Linked DNA regions of Capra hircus: region 1 is linked to region 2. Evidence: chromatin contacts called from public Hi-C data. All regions are on one chromosome and are shown on one strand. The core of a region is the stretch at or near the end of the contact, and the rest is flanking DNA. Distances in the headings are between cores, read along the strand shown. Region 1 has its middle 51 kb from the start of CD28. Region 2 holds the start of CTLA4 (cytotoxic T-lymphocyte protein 4).

Region 1 (5,440 bases), core at 588-3,087, 160 kb after region 2:
TAAATTTGCGTTGTTCAGTCATTAAGTCATATCCAACTCTTTGCAACCCCATGGACTGCAGCACACCAGGCTTCCCTGTCCATCATCTCCCAGAGTTTGTTCAAACTCATATAAGTAAATTCAGTTCAGTTCCGTTCAGTCACTCAGTCATGTCCGACTTTTTCTGACCCCATGAATCGCAGCACACCAGGCCTCCCTGTCCATCACCATCTCCCGGAGTTCACTCAAACTCACATCCATCGAGTCGGTGATGCCATCCAGCCATCTCATCCTCTGTCGTCCCCTTTTCCTCCTCCCTCCAATCCCTCCCAGAATCAGGGTCTTTTCCAATGAGTCAACTCTTCTCATTAGGTGGCCAAAGTACTGGAGTTTCCCCTTTAGCATCATTCCTTCCAAAGAGCACCCAGGACTGATCTCCTTTAGAATGGACTGGTTGGATCTCCTTACAGTCCAAGGGACTCTCAAGAGTAAATTAGATCAACCCTAAATCTGATGTCACCAACAGAGAACATTATATGATCTCAGAAGTTCTCTGAATTCCAGTTTCTGCTTTGAGATGTCCTTCAGGTTGCCAAAAATAGAAGACTGTGAACATCAGAGTGCTCAAAACTCCCAAAGTGTTCTCCTCCTTCTGTCTCTCTAGCTTCCAACTAAATAGCATAGACAGACTTTCTCCTCCCCTGAGCCAGATACAATGCTGGGTCCTCTTTTGAAGAAGATTTGGCTTCAGTAAATTGTACCAGAGAAATAAATATGAGAGTTTCCCGTCCCTGGCAATATCCATTCAAACTAAGAGTATTTGTGGAAAAGTTTCTTTTCCACACTCCTACACACAATACTTTGTATATTGCTCTATTACAACATATTTGATTTTGGCTTATATTCTTAGGTGTCTTTCTAATTAAAATGTTAGTTCCCTGAAGGTAAGAACTGTCCTGCAACCCTGCAAGGATCTTGTAAACTGTATCTGTCCCACAGTAAACTTGCCAGGAGCGGAGGTTGTGAGGAGGGAAGACAGAGATTGGGGAGGAGGTAACGTCAAGAATTGTTCCCTTGCAGCTGGTATTGCTCCCTAACAACTGTTCCTGCCAAACAAAAGCTCACTTCAGAAAATCAGAGACAGATAGAGGCCAACAGACAGCCATCATGATCGTCGCATTTTATAATCACAAACAACTCAAATTACATTTGCTCAAGCCAATTTAAGTTTCTCAGTTGTTTTGTATAAATATAACCATTTAACATTCTGAACTATAATAACATAATATTAGTACAATGACAAAGAAATAGTGCCTGCTGATATCTACCACCTAGCAGACTTCTTATCTTCTACTTAGCTTCCACTATGCTGGGGAGAAAAGATGTCCTAACACAGGGAGGCAGTGTAGCGCAGTGGTTAAGAGCACAGGCTTGGCCTGCTAGCAGCACACTGCCCCAGCTTTGCCTCTTCCTGTGTGACCTTGAACAAGTTTCTCAGCCTCTCCAAAGGCTCAGTTTCCTCCACGGCTAAATGAAGATTAAAACTTACCTGTTTGATGGTATTATGAGAATTAAGAAAGAGATTACATGTAAAATGCTGAGCACAGTACCTGGCCCAACAAAGAGCACCTAGTCAATGTTTGAGCTTGTAGTCAATAAATGAAGAAACAAATCATTTGTTTTTCCCTTTAGACTTCTTGTTTCCTATCCTCATCCCACCCCCAGTCTAAGCCAAAAGGAGGGGAATCTTTGGAAGCAGTCTCAGCATGCTTGCCATGTCATGCAGGATTGCTAACGGAGAATGCAATGTCTCTAATTGGCTGGACTCAGCTTGGCTGTTGCATCAGAGACCTGCTCCACAGCTGTGCCTGCCTCTGTGGACTCCTACCCTCATGTCTCTGGAATGTCCCCTCCCCTCATACAGCAGCCACCATGCCTGTCCACGTGGGAGGTGATTATTATGTGTAAGCACTTAGGTAGGTCCCATTCAGGAAACAAGGATTACACAACTTTTATGTAGAGACATAGTCTCCTGAGGCAAAAGTCCACAGTGATAACAAGGCATGGGGCGGGGTAGGGTCACAGGCCTTCTGAGAAAAAAAAAAATGCCTTTTTTTTTTCAATAGACAAAAAATATGAAGTGTTTCTAGCTTTAGATCTTAGCTATTTCCATAAGATGTTTACTTAACTGTCTATAACTTCTTCAGAACAACATCAAGACTGACCACATAGCATAACCAGAAAAAGACAAGGGAACTCTATGTAGGTCTATGTGAACAATGAGACCAAGGAGGAATTTTACAATTACAGGTTTCCTATGACAAAAGGCCCCCTGCATGCCAAACATTTTAAGACTACTTTGGCCTCAGAAGAAGTGGGTGGAACAGTCACTTGCAATGGTCCATAGACGGTCTGAATGTCTGCATAAAGGAAAAGAAATCTGGCACGTACGTAATCTAACTGCTGCTTCTAAACGTTTAAAACAACGTTTTTAAAAATGCTTCCTAAAGGAATATAGAATGCACAAACGGGAGGGTAGTCGCCTCTGTCAGAAGCTATAGAAGTGCTAAATGACACAGAGCTTAGCTGGCCTAAAGCCAAGTGAGGCACTTTGCCCTGGAGGAAATTATAGTGCTGTCACTGTGTTGTAATAAGCCTCTACAAAACGAGGCATTGTGTTTCTGCTGAGTCTTGAACGAAAAATGAATCAGGATTTGGCTTCCTTAGAGGAAGGGGGAGAAGTGCGTCTGCTTCCATAGAAGAGGATATGCACTTGGTCTCATGAAGTATATATTTTACTCATCATTTTTTTAATTCTGCTTTTCAAAGAGAGCTATCTTTGAAAAGATTTGCGAATACTTATTATGTGCAGAAGATGTTGCCACCTTTGATGCCATAGATTTTTTTTTTTTTAGAAGAGCACTCACTGTTTATCATCAGCTTACTATACAAGAAGTTCAGGTGAAGGGAAGAAAGTATTGAAAATATGACACACGAGTGATGCTAAGTTTTTCTGAGCCACCTCTAGCAGCAAATACGGAGACCTGATCAACGCTTTAATGAGCAGATCCATAAGATGTTCCCACATTTGTAAGACTCAATGGTTACATGGAAAATAAGCTCAAATACATATGCTCAAGTATAGTGAGGCAAGCCTGGTGAAAACCCAAAATGGTCCGAGTGCAAAAAAGGTTACAGACTGTTGTCATTACAAAAGGTCAGTTGCTAGTTAGGAAAGAACAAAGATCACAATAGTTCAACTTTCACATTTTTTAAAAAATTCCCTGGAATTGTATAATGAGGTACTTAAGGCTAGAGACTATCTAAACTCAGTTTTTAATCAAATAAAATCCTCGATATTTATTTCTACTTGGCCCAATCCTATTCTTCCTTTATTTCAATAAACTGAGCACCTCTTTTAGTTTTGAGAAAGAAAAACCTAATTTTTATCTACAAATATGTTTTAGATTGATTTTGTTAAGCATCTCAGACCTAATCAACATTAACTTCTAGCTTCTGGTTGCTGCCAATCCAGAAGTTAATGTGTCCACTAGAGTAGAAGACAGAAATAGCCAGTGACATTGTGTTTTGTTTGGTGGGTTGGGTTTTGGCTTTTTTTTTTTTTAGTATATCAGTTCCTTTGATGAAATAACAGTTACAGCTACTATTTATTAAGTATTATACTAGGCACCATGCTAAAGGTTTTAAAATACGATCTCCTTTAATCTGTACTTTTTGAAGTCAAATATTATCTTCATTTTACAGAGAAGAACATTAGGACTTAGAAGAGTTACGCAATTTGCCCAGGGTTATAGAGCTAACAAATGAGAAAGCCAAAAGTTAAACTGGCTGATTTAACATCCATTACACAATACTGCCTCCGAAACTCCAAGTCTGTTTGCCCTGGGCAAATATTACTCTTATATTCAAAAGCCAAAGGAAAAGAAGGAGGTGGAAGCTGCTAAATGAGGGAGAAGCAAACGGAAAATTTTGTGGTTGTTCATCCACAAAGTTTATTGTGGGACAGGCAGACACAGTTTACAAGATCCTTGCAGGGTTGCAGGACAATTCTTGTCTTCAGGGAACTAATATTTCAACTGGAAAGACACCTAAGAATATATGACAAAATCAAATATGTTTCAAGAGAGCGATATACAAAGTATTGTGCGTAGGAGTGTAGAAAAGAAACTTTTTTCTGACAGACTGGCAAACAGTTGGAAAGACTTCTTAATTGTTAATGTCATGTCTGTTTTGATCTACTCAGTAAGAACACTTGACACCTGTCTGCCAAAATTAATGTTTATTAGGACTGAATATTTGAAGACTTTCAGGTCAGTGAGCTGAAGGATCTGCTACCATATTCTCCAATGCTGTTGGTAGAAATGAAAATTGATAAAACAAAAAAGTTTTTGGAAAGCGAATGAGTGACATAGATCAGACTTCTGGGAATTCGTCTATTCTACTGGTAAGTTCTTCAGATAAAGATACAAGAATGTTCACTCAGTGCTTGCTTATTGTCATCATAAACTAGAAACAACCTGGGGCTTCCCAAGTGGCTCAGATGGTAAGGAAGTGAAAGTGACAGTTGCTCAGTCGTGTCCGACTCTTTGTGACCCCACAGACTGTACTCTCCAGGCCAGAATACTGGAGTGGGTAGCCGTTCCCCTTCCAAGGGATCTTCCCAACCCAGGGATCGAGCCCAGGTCTCCTGCATTGCAGGCGGATTCTTTACCAGCTAAGCCTCGGAATCTGCCTACAATACAGGAGACCCGGGTTTAGTTCCTAGGTTGGGAAGATCCCCTGGAGAGAGGAATGACTACCCATTCTAGTATTCTTGCATGGAGAATTCCATGAACAGAGGAGCCTGATGGGCTACAGTCCAGGGGGTCACAAAGAATCAGACATGATTGAACAACTAACATTTCACTTTAGAAACAATCTAATATCCATTATTTGGGAATTGAATTCTGATATGTCCAAACACTGGGCGGTTATGTAGCTGTTAAAAGGAATTTGACACTTACTAAAGGAAAGAAAATTTCCATGGCAGATCACTGAGTAAAAAACAGGGCACAACAGAATATTGTATCATTTACATAAATACACACACAGACATAGATGGACAAAATAAACACATAGAGACATTAGAAGGAATGTTTACCAAAATGTTAACATTTCTTGGGTATCAGGATGATTTAATTTGGGGGAAGGAGGAATATATCTCCTTCCAGACTTATATATCACAATATGACACATTCCAGAAATAACATTTCAAAGTATATTTCTATCACAGTAATCACAACTCACTTTGAACAAAACCTTTTCTGTCAGATCATAGAGTCAAACTTGTTTTGTGGGTTTATCATCATCAGAAAACTACAACCATATCAAAGACAATGGATGTGAGGTTGGCCTTGACTCTTTCATTCTTTAATGCAGAAAGACAGTCTGCATTAAAGCA
Region 2 (5,595 bases), core at 1,518-4,017:
GTGAAATAAGTAAAGCACCGTCATTCATCCCCTATTTATAGGTGAGGAAGCTGAAGCACAGTGAAGTGTGAAATAATTTTAATGAAGATCACACAACAAATAGTAGAGCTGGGATCTGAACACAAGCCATCTGGCTCCGGTGACCACGTTCTTATCCACTAGAACGCACACTTAGAACTATTACTGGAGCATGAGATGAACTAAGGCCACCTTCCCCCTCCTTGATAAATCTGTGACAGGTTGGCTTGAGGTCGAACATAGGAGTGAAAACAGCTCCCTCCTGGAACTTTATGGTTCCAAGTCTCCACTGGTCAAGGGAATCCAGTATAGACCCAATAAGGCTGCAAAGGGCAGAGTCTGGGAAAGTTAGCAGAGCTCTCATTACCAGGAGAAGAGTGGGAATACTGCTGATTCAGCCTCTTACATTTGTTTCCCATTTCTAAAATAAAAATTCCATCCAGCTCACTGAGGCATATAACTCACGGGAGTCCCCCAGTGGAGGCAATGGGCAGTATCAGCCTGCCGGGGATAACCTGGATCCAGCGTAGGAGGCCCCTCTCCATCAGAATTTCAATGTGTGATTTCAACAATGGCCAGTTTGTGAAGAGTAGATAAAATGTAAAGTGCATTTGGTAGCATCTCAAAAAGTTAACCAGAGAATTACCACGTGGGTGGAATCGGAGAACTGAAAGCAGGAACTTGAACAGATGTCTATACACCAATGTTCATGGCAGCATTATTTACAGTAGTGAAACTTTGGAAACAACCTCTATGGTCTGAATGTTTCTGTCTCCCCCAAATTCCTATCTTGAAATCCTAATGCACAATGTGATGGTACTGAGACAGGGTCTTTAGGAGGTGAGCATGTCATGAGGGTAGAGCCCCCATGAAAGGGACTAGTGTTGCCATGAAAGAGGCCCCACAGAGATCCTTTTCCCCTTCTACCAGGATGAGAAGTCGGCCTTCTGCCATGCAGAAGAGGACCTTCACCAGAACCAGACCATGCTGACACTCTGATCTCGGACTTTGAACCTCTAGAACTGTGAAAAATAAACTTCTATTCTTTAGAAGCAACCCAGTCTGTGGTAATTCATTACAGCAGCCTGAACGGACTAAGACAACCCAAGTGTCATGTAATTGGATAAACAAAATGTGGCATATCCATACAATGGAATGTTATTCGGTCACGGAAAGGAGTGAAGTACTGGTGCTTGCTGCAATTGGATGAACTTTGAAAATACTATGCGAAATGGAGTCAGTCACAAATGGATAAATATTGTATGACCTGTGGTACCTAAAATATGCAAAATCAAAGATGTAGAAAGTAGAATAGGGGTTATCAGTGACTGAGGGGAGATGAGGGTGGTGATGAAGTCATTGTTTAATGGAGACAGAGTTTCTGATGCAGCTGATTAAGTTCTGGAAATGGATGGTGGTCATAGCTATACAACACCTGTGAAGGTACTTAATGTCACTGAATTGTACACTTAAAAAATAACGAAAATAGTGGGACTGACCTGGTGGTCCAGTGGCTAAGACTCTGTGCTCCCGATTCAGGGGGCGGGGTTCGATCCCTTGTCAGGGAACTAGATCCCACATGTTACAACTAGAAGATCCGGCATGCCACAACTCAGATCTGACACAGCCAAATAAATAATTGTTTTAATAGCTAAAGCAGTAACTTTCAGGTTATACAGATTTTACCACTATTAAAAAAAAAATCATGTTTTTAAAATGTAAAGTGTCTAGGAAATTTGAGAGATATTGCCAGTTACCTAGCCAATACCTAGTCTCCCAGAGCCAATATCTAGTCTCTTTTTCTTTATTAACAGAATCCAATCTGTTGGGGGCTGCAAGGAGTCCTGCTAAAGTCTCCGTTTCCCAGGCTCCCTGCGGATAGGGATGACCACGTGACTGTAAGCTGTGCAGTGAGAGGAAAATTTCTCTTTACTGAGTGAAACTTTTGTGAAAGTTCATTAAAAGGTGGGAGTGGGAGGTGCTGATTCATCTGGCATAATCCCTTTTACCTCTGACCTTTTCCAGCATGAAACCATGGTTATGATGGCTGGAACTTCAGCAGCCATCCGGAAACCATGAGGATGGAAGTCAGCACCAGAGAGGCAGAGCAGAAGGAGAGAAGGAACCTGAGACATCAAGGGCATTGTGGAGCTGCTACACCTTTTGTGGAAGGCTTATCCCTGAACTTTACACATTACTTGAGAGCAAAGAGAACTCCTCTCTAGTTTAAACCAGTGATTTTAAGATCTCTCTCTGCTACTTACTGAACACAATTATTAACTGATTCAGCACCTTAATCCCTATTGTTATTATAATTGCTAGTGATTTTATTAACAAGGAAGTATCTCCCCAGGCCAGCGTTCATTTGACAATGTCATAAACACCTGTAAGTTTGGAGTTGTCGTAAAATGAGCTATCCACAGGCCTAATGGATACTCACTAGAAAGCCAAAGGATCTGGTAAAACAGACTCACCTGCTTCCACAGCCACACGGGCCATAATATTAACTGGAGACATCACTGCCTGTCCCTGGAAGCAGCCACGTTGTTTTGATGCATTTCCTCCTCAGCAAGCTCCAGTGGTGAAGAGTTTTCTGCACCACAGAGTGGAAAGAGGATCAGGAGGCATAGGCATCTTTTCCTTGCCAGAGTTAAAGGGAAGCTGAAGGCTTCTCCAACGGCCTTTTACAAGATAATGACGAACTAACCAGTATGAACTGACTGGCTCATCATCTGAGTGAGTCACTCTGACACCTCATGGTTCCTTAACTTCCTCTGCTTCCTCGACCTTGCCTGCGCCCCAGCCCACGCCAACAACTTCTGGCTGTGGCCACACCCTGGATTTTGTCAGCGGCAGGAACTGCTCCACCGGAATCTCCACATCCGGCATTTACTGTTATCCAGCCCCTCCCTCCTCCTCAACTCCCTCGCCCCTGTACTTCCCTTCTTTGACCTCTTGATGGTCAATCCCATGAGTGTGCACATTGGTTCAAAGACGTTCAGTACTGTCTATCAAATTCAAATTTGACTCAGCAACCCTCTTCCTGGGCATTTATCTTACAGATCATTGGCATCTGGTCAGTAACACACATACAAGATAACATACCCAGAAGAAAGTTTGTTATTTTGGGGTTTTTTGGTAACTTGTTGGGAAGATCCCTTGGAGTAGGACATAACAACCCATGCCAGTATCTTACCTGGGAAATCTCATGGACAGGGGAGCCTGGCATGGGTCCGCAAAGAGTTGAACACGGCTGAGCAACTGAGAGGGAACACACACACCCATCAGACTGAATGCTAGGCACCTATTTTTAAAATTGAGGCAAATCCACATGCAATGATATGAAAAGTTCCCCAAGATACATGTGTAAAAGACAGAGTATTTTATTTGTACCACCTGTGTGGGTATAATTAACATATATATTACCTGTATGTTTAACATATACACACATATATAAAACCCATATCTAAAATATGAGTATATACATATATCTATGAAGACTCTTGAGAGTCCCTTGGACTGCAAGGAGACCCAACCTGTCCATTCTGAAGGAGATCAACCCTGGGATTTCTTTGGAAGGAATGTTGCTAAAGCTGAAACTCCAGTACTTTGGCCACCTCATGCGAAGAGTTGACTCACTGGAAAAGACTCTGACCCTGGGAGGGATTGCGGGCAGGAGGAGAAGGGGACGACAGAGGATGAGATGGCTGGATGGCATCACTGACTCAATGGACGTGAGTCTGAGTGAACTCCGGGAGTTGGTGATGGACAGGGAGGCCTGGCATGCTCCGATTCATGGGGTCGCAAAGAGTCAGACACGACGGAGCAACTGAACTGAGCTGATGCCTATAATACATTTACACATACATAATCCCTGCTATACTATCTCTGAAAGGATATATAAGACACTAACAATAGTAGAAAATGGAGGTGGATGGTGAGAAAGGAAGACTTAATTTTCACTCTATATTCTCTCATGCTTCAATTTTGTTCCATGTACTATTATTACCTATTCAAAACTATTTTCAGAAAAGAATGTTCATCACAGAACTTTTCCTTGCTCTCCTAGTCTCTTCATAGGTTTGCTGCGTCTTTACTGGACACAAATTCATGGTCCATCTGTAGCAGACACTTAAAAAAAAAAATTTAAACTTTTTATTTTGTACTGGGCTATAGCCAATTAACAATGTTGTGGTAGTTGCAAGTGAACAGCAAAAGGACTCAGACATACATATACAGGTATCCATTCTCCCCCAAGCCCTCCTCTCAGCCAAGCTGGCGCATAGTAGTAACATTGAGCAGAGTTCCATGTGTGTAACAGACACTCTTGATGCCCAGTCTTTATCTTCCCAGGCCTTCTCTTTCAATAGGCATTGCTAGACCAGACTTCCAACAGTCAGCCTCTCTTTGCCTGAGGCCATCTTCAGGGCACCAGAATTCTCTGTATTCACATGTGTGGCAGCCCTCGATCCATGCATGATTGCCCCGGAGCAGTCCTAACCAACGGCAAATGGGAAGTGATGTGCAAGGGCGCTGGGAGATCACTCTAAGATGAGTTTTCCCACTGGCTCCCAGAGTCCCCCTGCAGGAGTAAGCTCCCCTCGCATGTCTGCCAGGTACTCTCTTTTCTGATGTGTCTCATTCCCCCTCTCACCTACAAGCATTTTTCCTGGACTCACCTCCTAGTAAACTTCTTGCTCTTGAATCCTTATCCCAACATCTGCCTTGAGAGATCGCAAACAAAGATGCAGCCATTTCAACTATACCATCAATTTCTCATGACTGTCTGTGCTCCTCCTAAGGCTAATCTACAACTGCTCTTACCCCAAACAACAAGCAGTCCAGTGCCCTTCAGAAAATCACTTAACCATGCCAACCAACCCTCTGCAAACTCAGTACTTACAAACTCAAGCTGGCTCTTCAATACTGCTGAAAATTCCTAGTCAGCTTCTTTCTCCTTTACTGGAAGCAGTATCTTCAAACTATTATTAAACTTGAGTCTAGAGTCCTGCTTACTCTCGTCTCCTTCCTTCAGAGTCACCACCTACTTCCCCAAGAAAAGAGAAGCATCAGCTGTTAACGCCTGGTGATTTCTATATCTAAGTATCCCACACATGTTTATTTATTTTTCCTGATAAATTTCTTCTCTGGGATTTTCTCTGCATATGTACATAAGGTACAGATGAGGTAGGTTTACATCCTAACTGGCAATTTACCAGTCTTGCAACTTCAGGCAATTGACTCAATCGCTCTCCTCTATAGTACAGAGATAGTAACAGTATGGTTCATACTGTTCAATCATGCTTCATATGACTATTTGAGAAGTAAATGAGTTAATATATGCAAAGCACATAGACCAGAGTCTGAAATATTGTAAGAGCTCAGTAAATCTCATGGTTTTTGTCTTTTCCAAATATTCTGCAATGAACACTTTATATTTTTGAAATAAGAACAAATGAATATTATTATACATACATAAATGGATGCTCACATATCCAAAGGTCTTTATTTCCTTATGCTAGGGCCCCCATCTGTATGTACTAACTCAGCCTCTAATTTGTCTTCTAAACCTCTGAC

Evidence for each region. Hi-C and Micro-C count contacts between places; a contact is called where the count stands out from the background.
Region 1: a contact with region 2 is called in a Hi-C map of blood, with 2.1 times the contacts expected there. The contact joins the enhancer-like site here to the promoter of CTLA4 in region 2. A contact is called at or near these places in 2 of 5 Hi-C or Micro-C datasets (both in blood).

Annotation. Positions count from the first base shown.
Region 1 is chr2:44,055,019-44,060,458 of ARS1.2, forward strand. No RefSeq gene overlaps it. Among named protein-coding and RNA genes, the nearest start is that of CD28, 51 kb to the left of the region's middle. Within about 2 kb of position 1,838, at least 4 of the 5 cell types and tissues checked have an H3K27ac peak or open chromatin away from gene starts, as enhancers often do.
Region 2 is chr2:43,895,869-43,901,463 of ARS1.2, forward strand. CTLA4 (cytotoxic T-lymphocyte protein 4) reads right to left here and starts at 2,768. Exons shown (of 5, transcript XM_005676404.3): 1 at 2,493-2,768. The coding sequence starts at 2,535.